Linked DNA regions of Manis pentadactyla: region 2 is linked to region 1. Evidence: chromatin contacts called from public Hi-C data. All regions are on one chromosome and are shown on one strand. The core of a region is the stretch at or near the end of the contact, and the rest is flanking DNA. Distances in the headings are between cores, read along the strand shown. Region 1 holds the start of SMNDC1 (survival motor neuron domain containing 1). Region 2 holds the start of SMC3 (structural maintenance of chromosomes 3).

What was found. A called contact is a pair of places that touch in the nucleus more often than the background predicts.
Region 2: a Hi-C map of fibroblasts shows a contact between it and region 1, with 11 times the contacts expected there. The contact joins the promoter of SMC3 here to the promoter of SMNDC1 in region 1. A contact is called at or near these places in 3 of 3 Hi-C or Micro-C datasets (blood, fibroblasts and skin fibroblasts).

The regions. Positions count from the first base shown.
Region 1 is chr8:121,625,615-121,633,001 of mManPen7.hap1, forward strand. SMNDC1 (survival motor neuron domain containing 1) reads right to left here and starts at 3,121. Exons shown (of 6, transcript XM_036899014.2): 1 at 2,973-3,121; 2 at 1,642-1,761. The coding sequence starts at 1,761. LOC118919067 reads left to right here and starts at 1,788. Exons shown (of 4, transcript XM_057505390.1): 1 at 1,788-1,805; 2 at 2,702-3,162. The coding sequence starts at 1,788.
Region 2 is chr8:121,807,599-121,814,985 of mManPen7.hap1, forward strand. SMC3 (structural maintenance of chromosomes 3) reads left to right here and starts at 3,992. Exons shown (of 29, transcript XM_057506313.1): 1 at 3,992-4,159; 2 at 5,125-5,200. The coding sequence starts at 4,145.

The sequences.
Region 1 (7,387 bases), core at 1,871-4,370:
TGGACAATGCTGTTTTAAATGGTTCTAAAAAATAAGGTGTTTTACAGATAAATGACCCCCCGGTCATTATTAACCAAACCATAAGTAAGCCATTTATGTGTTAACCACATGCCTATCATAATGGTCTCGCTCCCTACAGTATTTCCACTACAGATCATGTCACAGTAAGGAAATTCTGCCATACTCTGACAATTTATTCCAAAAATATTTAAAAAGACCTCCTAATAATGCTATTTTAACCTTCACTCCCAGCTGCCCCTCCACCAGTTACATATATCTTTCCTCCCACTGCCCAATAAGTAATATATACACCATTGGCGCACAATGTTTTATTTTCTTCAAAGAAAAAAAGGACTGGTCTTAGATTGGTGGGGACAAAAAAAAAAAAATGGGGCACGTAAGGATATCTCTTTGAAGCAAGAAGAAAGTTGGTCTGGAGTGGCAGAAATTGCTCCTAAACATCTTTTTCTTTCTGACTGGCACCACAAAATCTACTGGCCGGACTTCTACATATTTAAGAGGGATCCTGTTTTCTGTGTTTTTAAAAATAACACGATTTATTACAATTTCATTCAAGTTTATCCTAAGTCCAGAATTTGAAGCTGAAAATAACCAACTCATCTTAATTATGCCCAGATAAGCTCTTCCAGAATCCTGAATCTGGACCCCATTTCAAATACATTTCACTTGTTTGCAGTTCTAATATCCCTAAAATATTAATAATGGGCAAGTGGATCATAAAGGGAAGGAAAAGATTACTTAAGATTAAGATGATTCAAGTTTTGTACTGAATCAGTAAAGACCATCAAAACACCTTTTAAAAGTTTCAAAAATATCAAGCTCAGAATTTCAAGTTCTCATTTTTGTTAAGATGAAGTCACATATATTTACAAATATTACATTAGTGTTATTAATCAGTCTAGTGTCCTGAGAAACAACAGATTTAATAATATTGCTTTGTCTTGAAACACCAGTGCAAGTTTTAAAAAGCAGGTTTCATACTCTCCCATAATAAAACATTAACATCGCCCCTTCACATTGAATTCAATTTAACTTCAGCAAGTGTTAATATAAATCCCAGCCTTAAGTTCAAATATTATGTAACATTTATGCAGAAAACAAATATCTTTAGATATTTTTATAATGTTTTCAATACAAGATAGTACTTGCTAACTTTGAAACACACATACATAGACTCATCTCATCTTCAAAGAATCTTGTGACATTAAAAAGAATCTTAATCTGGTTATATTTTTCTCCTTTAATTTCAGTTACCTTTGAACTACATTTCCTTTGCCACATCTTTAAAGAGAAAAACACTTTACATGGTAAAGTTGTATGCACCTCTTTAGGAAGTTTGAGACTTCTAAAATCAACTTTTTTTTTAAAATCAAGTGAGCATATAAAATTTTCATAACAAAGAACAATGCTTCACTCATTTTAATGTATGCAAACTGAGGAATCAACCCTACTTTTATAAGCCAAGTATGCTTATGTACATATACCCATGTACACACAAACACAAGGTGGAGGTGGGGGGGGGGACACCCCCTCCAAAGGGTGCTTTGGATTTTAGTAAATAATTTGAAAAATACAGAAACACTTCTTCCAAGCAATGTAACTATGTTTCCTCATACTTACTTGCAAATCTTTCTTTAATTTTAGTAAATCTTCATTTTCTCCATTTCCAGACAATGCAGCTTCAACCTGTTGGAGTTGAGCTTTGTAGCTTGCCAGCTGCTTTGCTAGGTCTTCTGACATCTGGGGAAAATAAAAAGGGCACGACCATGAAAACTGAACCAGAAGCAAACCATAAAAAATAATTTCTCTGCTGAATTAATTAACAATCACCAACTCCTTATTTGTAACTCATTGCAGCTTTAGTTATCACCACTACCTTTACACATAGCTCAGAGAAAAGCTGTGAGCCAAACCACAAACTGCAAGGCAAAGTATTCTGAAGATTATAAACGTCAGATAAATTTCATACAGAAACAGAAAACAAAAGATAAGAGGGAAAAGGAGACTCTAATTTTAAACTCCTGTAACAGGAAGGTACTGTATTCGCCTCAATTAACAGGGCGGTTGTTAGCTTCACCAAAATACACACATACACACACAAAACACTAAGCTGTTTGTTGGAAGGGTCGAGGAAAAAATTTTAGGCACTAAAGAATACTTCCAAAACCAAATTGCCTGTGGATTTGCTACACAAACAAACATCTCTTTACGTCAGCTATTCGATTAATAACGTATTTAGAAGCTCTGCTCCAGAGCAAAAATCTTTCACCCAGCCACTTAACTAGTGCCGATGCACTTAACATATTAAGTAAAAGAAACGGCACAAATCCCATTTAGGCACTCTAAGGAACGTGCCTTTCACCCAGTCTGGCTCATTCTTCACCCTAAAATAAGATACGAGAGGATCCTCTCTCGATTTATAAGCCAACGCGGGGCTTCCGAGGTCCCTTCTCTGTCTTACAATTACCATCCAAAGACACCCTGGAATCTGGAAGGACTCCAAATAGGTTAGGGAAAGCCGGGCGGCTCTCCTCCCAGGCACCCAACCTCAAAGCCCTCTACGGCTTGGCCGATCATTCCAGACCTCGGAAATCAAGTATCAGCTTCCAGGGAAACCGAGAACCGAACGGATCTGACCCCAGCGGCGCTGAAGCCCCACCCGCCCGAAGAGGCTCCGTAGGGAGCGGCCGAGGGCGTCCCTAAGAGACTTCCCGCGCCCCAACCCCACCCTGTTCCCCGGGTTACTGGCGTTCGTCGCCACGGCACGGAAAGCCTCCGCCGGTGCGCGGCCGCTCCGGGCCCACCTGGGTGGGAGAGGAGGCCGGGGCTCCTAACACTCCAGCGGCGCCCAGGCCTCTCGAGCGCGGCCGCCGCCTCGGCCTCAGGCCTCCGCTCCCACTTACGAGAGGCCGAGGCCCGGCGCGGCCTGACTCCCAAACCAAGCTTGTTACCTTGTGTGGGGTTAGGGACGGGGCGGCGGGAAGGGGTCGGGGCAAACGATCCCAGTGGTGTTCGTGGCGGCTGGTGCCGCAGCAGGAAAAATCTCGGCGGCGACAAGGACAACTCCGTCCGAAAAGGAAGAATTGGGTCGGCGGTGAGGGGGAAGGGTGGAAAGCCGGACGCTGGAAAAGGAAGACTTAAGTGAGTCAAATCTCGCGAGAAAGCTCAAAACCCTCGCGATACTTCGCTGGACTCGCGTGATTCCTAGGCCTCTCTAGGCTGCAGTACTTTACTCGCGTTAGGGACGCCGAGTGGGCGGGTTTTAGTAGGAAGGAAGACGCGTGACTGGGCTTCTCCTGCCGCCGGTTGTGAGTTCGTCTCGACTCAGTTCCGGTTCGGAGTGGGGCGCCTTTGGGTTGTTTCAGGGGGTGGTGCTGTCAGGAGTTTCCTGAGGTTTCCAGCGGGAAATGGCGTGTGCCTGCTTAGGCCAGATGTGTGGAGAGGTAGGAGGAACGGAGCTTTTATACTAGTGTTTGGTTGTCAAAGTGCGGTCCCTGTCCTAGTAGCAATGCAAATTGTCAACACCCACCTCGGGGGGATTGATTTATTTAAAACGTACTTTCGTTAGAACCTGTTTGGTTTAAATTATTTACATAGGTTAATCTCGCCTGATGGGTAGCAATCTCCAAGTCACAGTCTTGAATGATAAGCGGAGTGAATACTTCCGTTTATGTTTAAAGAGAAATGTGCATTATGTTTGTAATAAAATATCTATTTCTGGACGGATACGTGAATCTATCTGGAGATTTGGAGGGGAGGCCAAATGTTTTCACTGATTACCTTTCACTGATTATTCTTTACATTATATATATATATTTTTAACAATTAAAAACATTAGCTGGAAAAGATAAAATCCTGAGACACAGACTATACGAATGCCAGGAAGAACCTTCCCTGAGGGACTGGAGTCTTGCTGGACCCTTAACGAAGGCCCGCCTCTCAGGCTAAGTGTTGGACTGTGACATCTTGCTTTAGTGCGATCTCGCTTTTTTTTTTAAGGGGCCCTCCCATTTCTTATCTCTATATACATACGTATCTCTCATACAGAGTCAGATAACCTATAGAGATAGAAACTAGACCAAAGTTACGATGACTGGGGTGGCAGTCCATTTGTAAGAATTGAAAATTCTTAACTGCAGAGGGCAGCATTGTTTAGCTAGAGTTAAGAGGGAAGATAAACCAGAAAGGATACTTTTCCTTAATGTAGTAGACGTTTGTTCAAATACAACGTAGTTTTTCACAACTGCTCCTACTCTAATTGTGTATTGTAAAGAACTAATGCCTGAAGGATCTTCCTCAAATATAAGATAAATTATATAGTTGTTGTAAAAATCTCTCAAATAAGAACTCTTCACAAACCCCCTAGATCAGAAAATAGGAAAACATTTATTATAAGCTCCAGTATAGATTGCTGTAACATCTTGATAGCTTTTGTTTAAAGGATTGCTTTTAATCTCTCCCTCTGTGCATATAGATTATATTTGGAAAGAAAAGCTATACTGAATTTTAGTTCTCACAAAAAGGTAACAGTTTTATGTACCAAACACCATTCTAAGCACTTTACATGTATTTATTTTATTTTCACAATGATTCTGTGTACTATTAAAGACAAAACTGGAGCAAGTACAAGTTTTCACTAAGAGTGATACTTCAAATAGGCATTCTGAATTACCACCTCCTTTGAAGTATCAAAATCTACTTTCAATGTCTGATTTTTCTTAAAATATCCTCAAATTGAATCATGTTTATTCTTCCAAAAACATATCTAAAATCTCTAGTTCTTTAAAACTGGTATCTATTTTACTGAAACCCAGTAAGCAAATAAATTTAAAGACTCCAAACTGTCATCAGAATATATGGTTTTACCTTTCACTACTAAAGAAAGTTGAAGTAAAGAAGCTGCCTTTGGAAATGTGCCGATCCACTGCAGAGCAGTATGCAATAAACTAATGCATGTTAGTTAAATGGGAGATTGCATTCTTTAGCTTAGCTTTTGTTGTATCCTTTTCTAAGTAAAAGTGGCCCCAGATTTGCCCACATATTTTGCTATCTTGACAGATGCCTAAGGTGATGAATTAAGAGATGTGTCCATAGTCATAGTAACTGCTTCTGTCGTTTGCACTCTTCAATCATAATAGGTATCTTGAATGTTTGCACGGAGATTTGTTGCAGGACAAGCTACTGGCCTTTTGGATATATTGAATGTTTTGGGGGTACAGTGTATTGAAACCATATTATGGGGTGACTCTCCAGTGGCATCATCCACTTAAGATTGACAGAAAAAAAATTTTAAATGGATGCTGACCAATGCAGGTGCTCATCAATCATAGCAATCCTGATTTGTTCACTTAACTCTGCATTGCCTTGCTAATATTAAGATATGCATTTTCAGCTATTCTGTATTTTACTTGTACCAATAAAGAACAGAAAACTACCACTGTAGCAATAAAGAACTGAAAACATGCCACTAAAAACAGAAAACAAGAATTTATTTAGTTTGAGAAAGATTATAGCCTAAAACTTTATAAGAATCAGAAATGGCAGAGTCATTCTCTAGGCCTATTTGAAAGTGGTGTTTCATAGCACTCTTACATAATTCTTAGTAGGATATATTCTGAGGACAAAAGAACAACAAAAAAAAATCTCAAACATTATAGAATTATTGCTAATAGTACTTACTATTGGTGATATAATTTTGAAACATGTTTACTAGAGGTAAAATGAATAATATATTTATGTTAGTTAAATATATTATTTAGTTAAACATGTTGTATTTAGGTTAGTTAGAACTCTAAGAGGAAAGAAATAAAAATATGAGATAAAAGAAGTTTGGAAATTAAAAAAAAAGCCCTCTGATGTTAAATTTGAATTAGAATTGTTTATATATATATATATATATTTCTTAGAAAATGTTACCCCAATGGATACTATTCCCCACAAAAGAAATAGCATTTCTTAGAGATATGGTTGTTTTGGGGGGGTGAGGCCCAGAAAGTATAAAAGTACAAAGGTGAACCTGGAACATCTTGCCAGAAAGCAAGACAGTACCCCACAGCTAATAAGATCAAATCAAAAGCTCATAGAACCCAGCTTGAGGGGACTCTATTGGCCAAATGTGAGTCAATTTGGGCACTAAAAAGAATAATGACTGTGACAGATTATCAAAGCATTGATACATTCTTTTTAAATCCCTAATTCCATAGTCACAAAATCAAGAGTAGTAGGGGAAGGGATTTTTTTCCTTATAGAGGAATGCCAGCCAATAAATATAGCTGGAATGATAGAATTGGCGAAATTACCATGTGTCAGCTCAGGCAAAGATCATCAGTAGAAGCTAAAACCCACCTTGTAAAAGGAGGTAAGAGAAAGGGGGATGTACAGTGTCAGAGTCTCACTCCATAGATTACTTAATAATTACAAGGGGAAAGTATGCCTTATAATGAACAGATTTAGCAGTGCCAACTTAACCTAGTGATCACATTTAGTACCACTTAAGCCTAACTTACAGTCCTCTGGACTTGGTGCAACATTAAGTAACAGTACACCTATGAAAGAACCTTGCCCAAAATGCTTAACTTGAATATAATCAAGCCTTTTGACCCAACTTCCAGTTTGCAGGTAATACAGGGATAGAGGAACAAGTTAAATGACCCTGAGGGAAGAATAAGCAGATCCAGAATGTGGGACATTGATTTTAAAAATTGGCCTAAATTCTTCAGAAGGTCAGTGTCATTAAAAAAGAGTGGGGGACTGTTGTAAATTAAGAGACAAAAGACATAATAATTAAATATAGTGAGTAGATCTTGGTTGGGTCTTTGTTTGGAAAAATAAAGCTAAAGAAAAATGTGAGGACATTTGGAAAATTTGAATAGGGACTGGATATTATATGATACCGGATTGTTAATTCTATTAGGTATGGAATTTGCTGAGGTACCTAGGAGAATGTCCTATTCAGGTATTTAGGGATGAAGTACCAGAACGTCTATAACTTACATTCAAATGGTTCAACCAAGAAAATTATAGAAAATTTTATAAAATTCATGTGTGTGCAGGTACATGTATGTGTGTATGAACACACACACAATAATCCCTGTTTATCCATAGGGGATGTGTTCCCAGACCCCCACTGGATGCCTGAAGCCACAGATAGTACTGAGTCCTGTATGTACTGCACTGTATTTTTTCCTATATATACATACCTATGATAAAGTTTAATTTATAAATTAGGCACATTTGCTCAGTGAAATAAGCCAGGCGGAGAAAGACAAATATCAAATGATTTCACTCATCTGTGGAGTAAAGAACAAAGCAAAAACTGGAAGAACAAAACAGCAGCAGGCTCACAGAACCCAAGAATGGACTAACA
Region 2 (7,387 bases), core at 2,742-5,241, 180 kb after region 1:
TCTATTGATTTTTTAACTCAATAGTCTTTCTTTCAAAGTGTTCTTTAGGTTCTGAACTTATTTCTTTTGTTTCCTATGTACATAGTTTCTAAGTTTGATGGCTTTCTTTATTAGCTTTACCTGCAAATAACACACGACAGAGTTAGTTTAGCACTGCAGTGTCATTTATGGTTACACAACTGAGCTCAATACATAAGAAATCATACTTCCATATAAAACCAGTACAAATTCTTTTGATTTCAATTTCTTCAGAATCACTTTCACTTGTTTTATTATTGCTGCTTCTACGTGTGATGAAAAGTATGTCTTTTCTTGATTAAAAGAGGTCAAGTGGTTTTTTTTGTCATGTAAATTGTAGTTAAATGTATTAATGAAAATTTGCTTTCTTAATCTAGCTATTTTTAAACTGTAAATTTTAAATATAGTTTTTTTTTACAAAAAATGTTATATTTAATTAAAAAAACAACTTATAAAAAGAAATAAATGCTTTTATTTTCTCAGATTTTTATATACATTTGGTTTATATTTGACCAAGTAACCTTAAAATATCACCCATGGAAACATGGTCCTACTATATATGCAGCTCTCAATACATGTGGCTCATGGACAGTCTGTCCCTCATTCAATGAGACAAGTTCCCTGATCATGCACTTGGATGTCAGATTGCTATGAAAGCTTCTAAATTCCTACTCTCAATTCTGCATTGCTCTCTGGTGACCTGATAACAAGCAGTGTGTGGGCTTCAGGGGTCCATGGAATACACTTTGAATAATACTGTTGTAAAGACCTGAGGTCCACTGCTAAGTAAGTGTTGAAATCTTCTCATCTAATGCCCTCTTCATTTCCTTCTCTTACTCAATTTCTTCACCTGTTAAATGGGTTGCTTAGAGTGTTAGAGTATCCATGAATTGTCTAGCAGAATCTGGTATGGAATAGGTGTTATGACTATTATTATCAACTTGCTATGTAAGGGAGACAGGTATCTCACCAACCATCATGATTTCCAATTCTTTAGCCTAATACATGCCTGTAGCTAAGGCTCACCTGGGTATCTAGTCTAGGGCTGATGAGATCACCTAGGTTCCTTCTCTGAATGTACAAACACAGGATGAAGGCAAACCCAGTGCCCTGGGCAACAAAAGGCAAGGTCAGCTAGGTATAAACTTTGAAGTGCTTAAGTGTATTTTCTTTCTTTGTTGCGGAGCTGTGATTATCACATGTTGTGCAAATGAATGAATGAATGAAAAACAATGAACAAATGCAGGTATGAATCACTATATAATTCCAAGGGACTGATACACCTGGGAGTGGCCAACAGCTCAGCCTTTAAGAGTGTGAAATCTGGGTGGTGAGATAAGACAAAAGTATGTGAAACTGTCCAAAGGCAATAGAAGACTAGAGAATAATAACAGAAAGGCTACACACAGGCCCTCAGCACAACAGACTACAGATAGTTCCAGAATGTTGGCAGACTCTGCTCAGAGGCATGTAAATACAGCTATCTGGTTTTCTGCCTCCTTCTTTTCTCTGATGAAAAAGTTTGATAACATTGCATTGGTGATGATTTGGGGAATCATTAACTTACCAAGTTATTATCGATAATCTATTACAAGTCTATGCTGGACGCTGCATTACCAGCAAGTAAACAAAAATTCCTTCTTTCCAAGAGGATACATTCCAGTGTGGGAGCAGGGGTACATAATAAATGAAAATGAAAAATAGAATGAGGAAGAGAGAGAGACAGAGAGAGAGAGAATGTTAGACAGGTAGTGCTCTAAAGAAAAATAAAGCAGTGTAGAGTATGTGAGTGACCAAGGGGTAGTGTTACTTTACATAGGATAATCAGAGAAGGCAATTTCATCTCAGCCTCAGGGGCCTTTTCTAAGCTCACTAGTTTTTGGTATAATTCAGTTCCTTGTAGTTCTAAGACTAAGGCCCTCTTCTCCTTGGGGCTACCTATTATTCCCTGCTGCACAGCCATCTCCACAACACAGTAGCTCATCTCTTAAAGGCCAGCAGGGATCATCTCTGGATCAAGTCTCTCTGACACCCTCTTTTAAAGGGCTTGCCTGATTAGGTCAGGCCCACCCCAAGATAATCTCCTTTTTTACTAACTCAAAATCAAGTGATTAGGGATCCAAATTACATCCATGAAGTTTCTTCACTTTCATCATGTAACACAACCTAATAACAGGCGTTTATACACACATATGTACACACATACATACATACATATCCCATCATATTCACAGGTCCCATTCATACCCAAAGGAGGAGATTATACAGAGCATGTTCACCAGCGGGGCATAAATCTTAAATAAGCCTGCCACATATGGTGATGGGGAAAGTCAGATATATGAAGGAAGAGATTACAGGCATCAGGAAGGGCAAGTGAAAATTCTGGAAATAGTAGATACCTGCTACATTAAGCATGGCTAGAAGTAGTGAGGAAGTAGCACATGAGATCAGAGAGGCAAAAATAGGCTAGATGGTTTGAGAACTTGTAGGGCTTTTATCCCTGAAAATGTTATGAAAATCTTATGAAAAAAGTTTTAAAATTTTTAGTGAAATCCCTATACTTTCCATCAGTTTTCTCATTAATGTTTTACTATGCTTGCTTCATCACATTTATCCATCCATTAATCCAATTGTTTTATGATGCATTTCCAAGTAAGTTGCAGACATCAGTAGACTTCCCCTAAATACATAAATATAAACAATCACCTTTTTGTATTTTAGGGTTTTTTTATCTTTAGTTTTTCTGCCTGTATGAATTATATAAACTAACTGAACAAGATTCATTATGGAAAAATCTAAGTGAAACTGTGAAGACCATCATAAATGTTTTGATGACCATGCTTTTATCTATATACCTATGTAATTTAATTTAGGTATATAGGATAATCTTATATACTTAATTCTAAATATGAAGTGGTCTTACTACTCTCATTTTACAGGCTAGGAAATAGAAGCTTAAAACTTTAAATATTAATATGCCTATAATCCCACAGTTAGAAATTGACAGTGTTAGAGATGCAAATCCCAGAAAAATGCTTTAAGATTTTTTTCTTTTAATCAAAGGCTGGATAGGATTTGATCTGGGCTTGATAAAGGACGCTGTCAGCACTAAGGGATGGTGACAACGATGAAACTGGGAGGCTATTAAAAATAGTTCAATACGGCTGGACTGCCCCAGGCAATTGGAGGACCGACAGACGGGAGAGGCTACTGACAATCAGGTGCAGGTGCCAAGAGATCCAATTTCTAACCATGCTTTCCCCCTAAGACTGAGAAAGATCAGATGCTCAGGTCTGCCACTACCTTTAAGGGTGCTAAAAAAAACAAAAAACAAAACTATTATTCTTATTAAATCTCTTCTGTTACAATTGTCCAAGCCTGCCTACATTAATAGAAAAATAGGGCAGTAGCAGCCCCTGGGGTATTAATTATCACATTATTAAAACAATTTTTCGAGCGTCAAGTCCCTTCGCGGCTGTCCTGAGAGGGGGCAGTGAGGAGCCAGTGGGGGCCATTCTAAGTATAAATGTTCCAGAGCGAGAGAAAAATAGAACCGCGGGGATTCCGCACACCGAACTCCGGCTGCCGCCACCGTTCCGCGGGTGCAGAGGCAGGCACCGCCCGCCTGCGGGTCTGCATATTTAAACAACCCGAGACCACGTGACCACTTGCCCTCAGAGCTACTGGGCCTCCGACTGTCGTACTCGGCTTTGGCGCCTAACCTTTCCCCCCCTGTGGACGCAACCATTGGCTCAGCACTCGGAAAATAGACGGACCAATCTCACGATCAAGGCTTTTCCGAAGGAAGCTTCCGACTAATTTCAAGAAAGTTCAGCTACAAATTGAAGACTCAAATGAAATCTACCTAAGGATAATGTAGAAGACTCCTTTTTCCGAAAAACAACAGCAGACCTGACCTGGACCTCCCCTACGCTCTCTGGGGGCCGCGAGGGTGGTTCCGTCCGAGGCACTGACTCCGCCTCCACGGGCGCCGCCATTTTGTTTGGCTGGAGGGGAGCCGGGCGCTCTGGGGGAGGGGTCTCGTAGGCCTCTCACCTGGCCTCGCGGCAGAGCTGGTTCTTCTGGAGCTGGGGGCGGTTGTCTCCTCCGCAAGGGGCGCGGAGCCATGTACATAAAGCAGGTAAGGCCTATGCGTTCCTCCCGCCCGTCGCGGGCCAGAGAAGACCGCTCCCTGAGGCAGGGGTTTCGCTGCGCGACCCGCGGCCTCTCACCGCCGCGCTCGGGGGACCCGGGGCAGGAGGGGCTGGCGGGTGCGGGACACCCCGTCCCGTGAGCGCGGAGAATTGCGGCGCGCCTCTGCAGCCCGGGCTCCCCGCAGGGCGCTGGCCTGAGGGAGGCTGCAGCCCGGAGAGGTGCGGAGGGCCGAGGCGGGCCTTTGGGAGGGAGGGACCCGGGGGCCCGGGGCCCCTGGTGACACAGCGGGGGTGGCAGCGCCGGGCAGCCGCGTTGTCCTGCGGCCATGGCCCCGCGCGGGCTTTTGCTTGGGCTGTGTGGAGGGGAGGTGTCCCCGGCCTGGGGGCGCAGGCTGGTGTGTCTGCTTCACCAGGGTCTCTCTGCCGCAGTTCCCGGAGAAGCAAAGGGACCTTCCCTTCTTGCAGAATGTGTAGCGCCTCCTCATTTAGTTTACTTCTGTCAAAATGGTCTTCCCGCGCAAGAGTCCATCACAAAGAAGAGCCCATTCAGACTCTTTCGGAAATTTCTTTCTTGGAATATGTTGGACTCCCGCTCCTTTATTGGAACGTGGACCCTCTTTGGCTGGCCTGTGTGTCAGGAAAGCTGGGGCCATCCTACCACTTGATACACTTTTACTGTAACACTGGGATGGTTAGTGTTCCAATGAAACTTAGGCGGTGGACTTGAGAGTCCTGAACAGGTTCCTAAAAATGAGCACTGGCAATGGTTACTGGTAAACGGACTGTTTTTGGATTTTTAATCCACACTTGCCAAAATGACTTTTTCAAAATGAAATGGAACGTTTTCTATCTTGCATTAAATGAGAAATCAGAAAGGGAAGTGCAAAAGAAAAATGTTAGTTTAGAAGTTACTTCTTTTTGTGTATGTTCTGAGAGAAATCTCTTTTACTAGGTTATTATCCAGGGTTTTCGAAGTTACAGAGATCAAACAATTGTAGATCCCTTCAGTTCAAAACACAATGTTATTGGTAAGTGTTAATGATTGACAAGATGAGATTTATTTTTCGGTGGCTTCTTAAATTCGGTCTATACGTAGGCTTAATGGAGACAAGAATTGTCTTTGAATATTTCATGAATATATTTATATATTTTTCTGTATGAAATAATTTCTGTGTCTTGGCACTGATGAGTTATTTAATATGTTTAAAATACTTGGATAAGATAATCATAACTTACTCATTTTTATTTGGTTAGCCTTGTGTGAAAGTTTTAGTGACTTTAAAGTAACAGTTTTAACATTTGAGCTATTCTGTTCATGATATGTCACTTAATCAAAATGCCGACTATTGCCTTATTTCAAAGGTGACCTTTGTTTTCTTTTTTTCCCAAATTAGATTGTTGTCAGCTTTTTTTTTCTTGTTTCAACATAACGACCGACCACACTTGTGGGGAGAGTTTTAAACTTGGGAAAGTAACAGGACAGGGTCCAAGTCCTAGTTCTGGCCTGTACTCTTTTTCAAGCTTTACTCACCAAGGGGCTTCAGTTTTCTTCCAGTTTTTTGTTAAGTGAGGACAATGACTCTTGTCTCACTGGGAAGATTAAATGAAAAAGTGTATGTGAGGATAAAGGGCTAGTGGCGGTTGCTGTACCATATGTAATTAGTCTATAGAATCTTCAGATGGTAATGACAGTTTTGCTGATACAGCGAGCAAGTGTTCTCTGATGTTCTGAATTTTTAAAGAATAGAGAAAGGAGTGCTTTTGGACACCAAAAAAAGTACTGAATGCTATTAACACAGCTACACGGCTGCTATCCATTGTCCTCACAGGGTATATTGGTATTAGTGTGCTAGGTCTGCCATAACAAAATACAGACTGGTTGGCTTAAACAAGAGAAATTTATTTTCTCCTTGTTCTGGAGGCTAAGGTCCATGATCTGGGTGCCAGCATGGTCAGTTCTGGAGGCCACCATCTCTATCACAAGACATCTTTGTTTGATCTCTTTCCCTCCCCTTCTTCCTCTGTCCATCTTCCTCTTCTGTGAGAGCACTAATCCTATCATGAAGGACCCAGCCTCATGACCTCATCCTAATTACCTCCCAAAGGCCACCATCTCCAACCACATACCATTACATTGGGGGTTAAGGTTTCACCATATGAAGGCTTCAAAACAAATTAAGTCCATGGTGTGGGGTGAACTGAGATTCATTATAGGAATCAGTGAAGGGCAAATACCAAATGCTGATGTTCCCAGGGAACCTTGGATAATCATACTTTATTTTGAAATAAATAATACATTTTTCAAATTGAGGGCAAGGAAAAAAACCTGGTCTTGATACATCAATTACAGCTTTGTTGGGAATAAAGAAAACATACATTTTTCCTCATGTACCCATTGAAGAGTCATTAATTGATGTGCATAAGAGTAGCCTGATTGTACTGGGGTTTTAGTTATGTTTTGATGACAAGTGTCTTCTGATTGTCATCAACAGAAAATCGAAAATCTTTAGAAATTGAAGAAAATGAATACTAGATTTTAGTTTTTTAAATTACAAGTTATAAGTAGATAACTTAGAGAAATAATTATGTCAATTATGTAATTTTGTCAGTGAGCTGTAAAATGACCATTATTACCTAGGATGATTAAATTTTGTCTGTATGATCAAGTATTTGTTTTAGTTATTATCAGACACCTATTTTACCAATTTGGTTACATTAGGATTTTTAATAGTGTAGTTACAAATGAAATTGTCTGAATGTTTTTCCTTTTTTGTTGTTGTTGAGAAACCTAGTATTAACTTACTGGTTAAACATGTTTAAAACCCTAATAATATAAGAAAGACCAAATGTAGTATAGACAGATTGATCCTAAAAATATTCTGTGAAAGCAAAGCAGTTTGATTCCTTAGTGATTTTGCCCCTTTTAAAAAAATTTGAGGGCAAATATCTCTTCTGCGTATGTATAATGTTTGAATGTACCAACACATACCTGTTTACAATTACCTTTTTTCTATTTTTTTAATAAATGAAACATGTTAATTAAAGAACATTGTGGAAGAGTATACAAACTAAAAGAAAAAAAGGAAACTAATCCTTCTACCCAGAGATAGCCATTCTTAATTATTAGAATTATTACATCAGGTTATAATGTAACACTTAATGTAATAAGTATTAAGTATTATCATCACTAGTTTCCTAGAAAGCAGAGTCCAAGG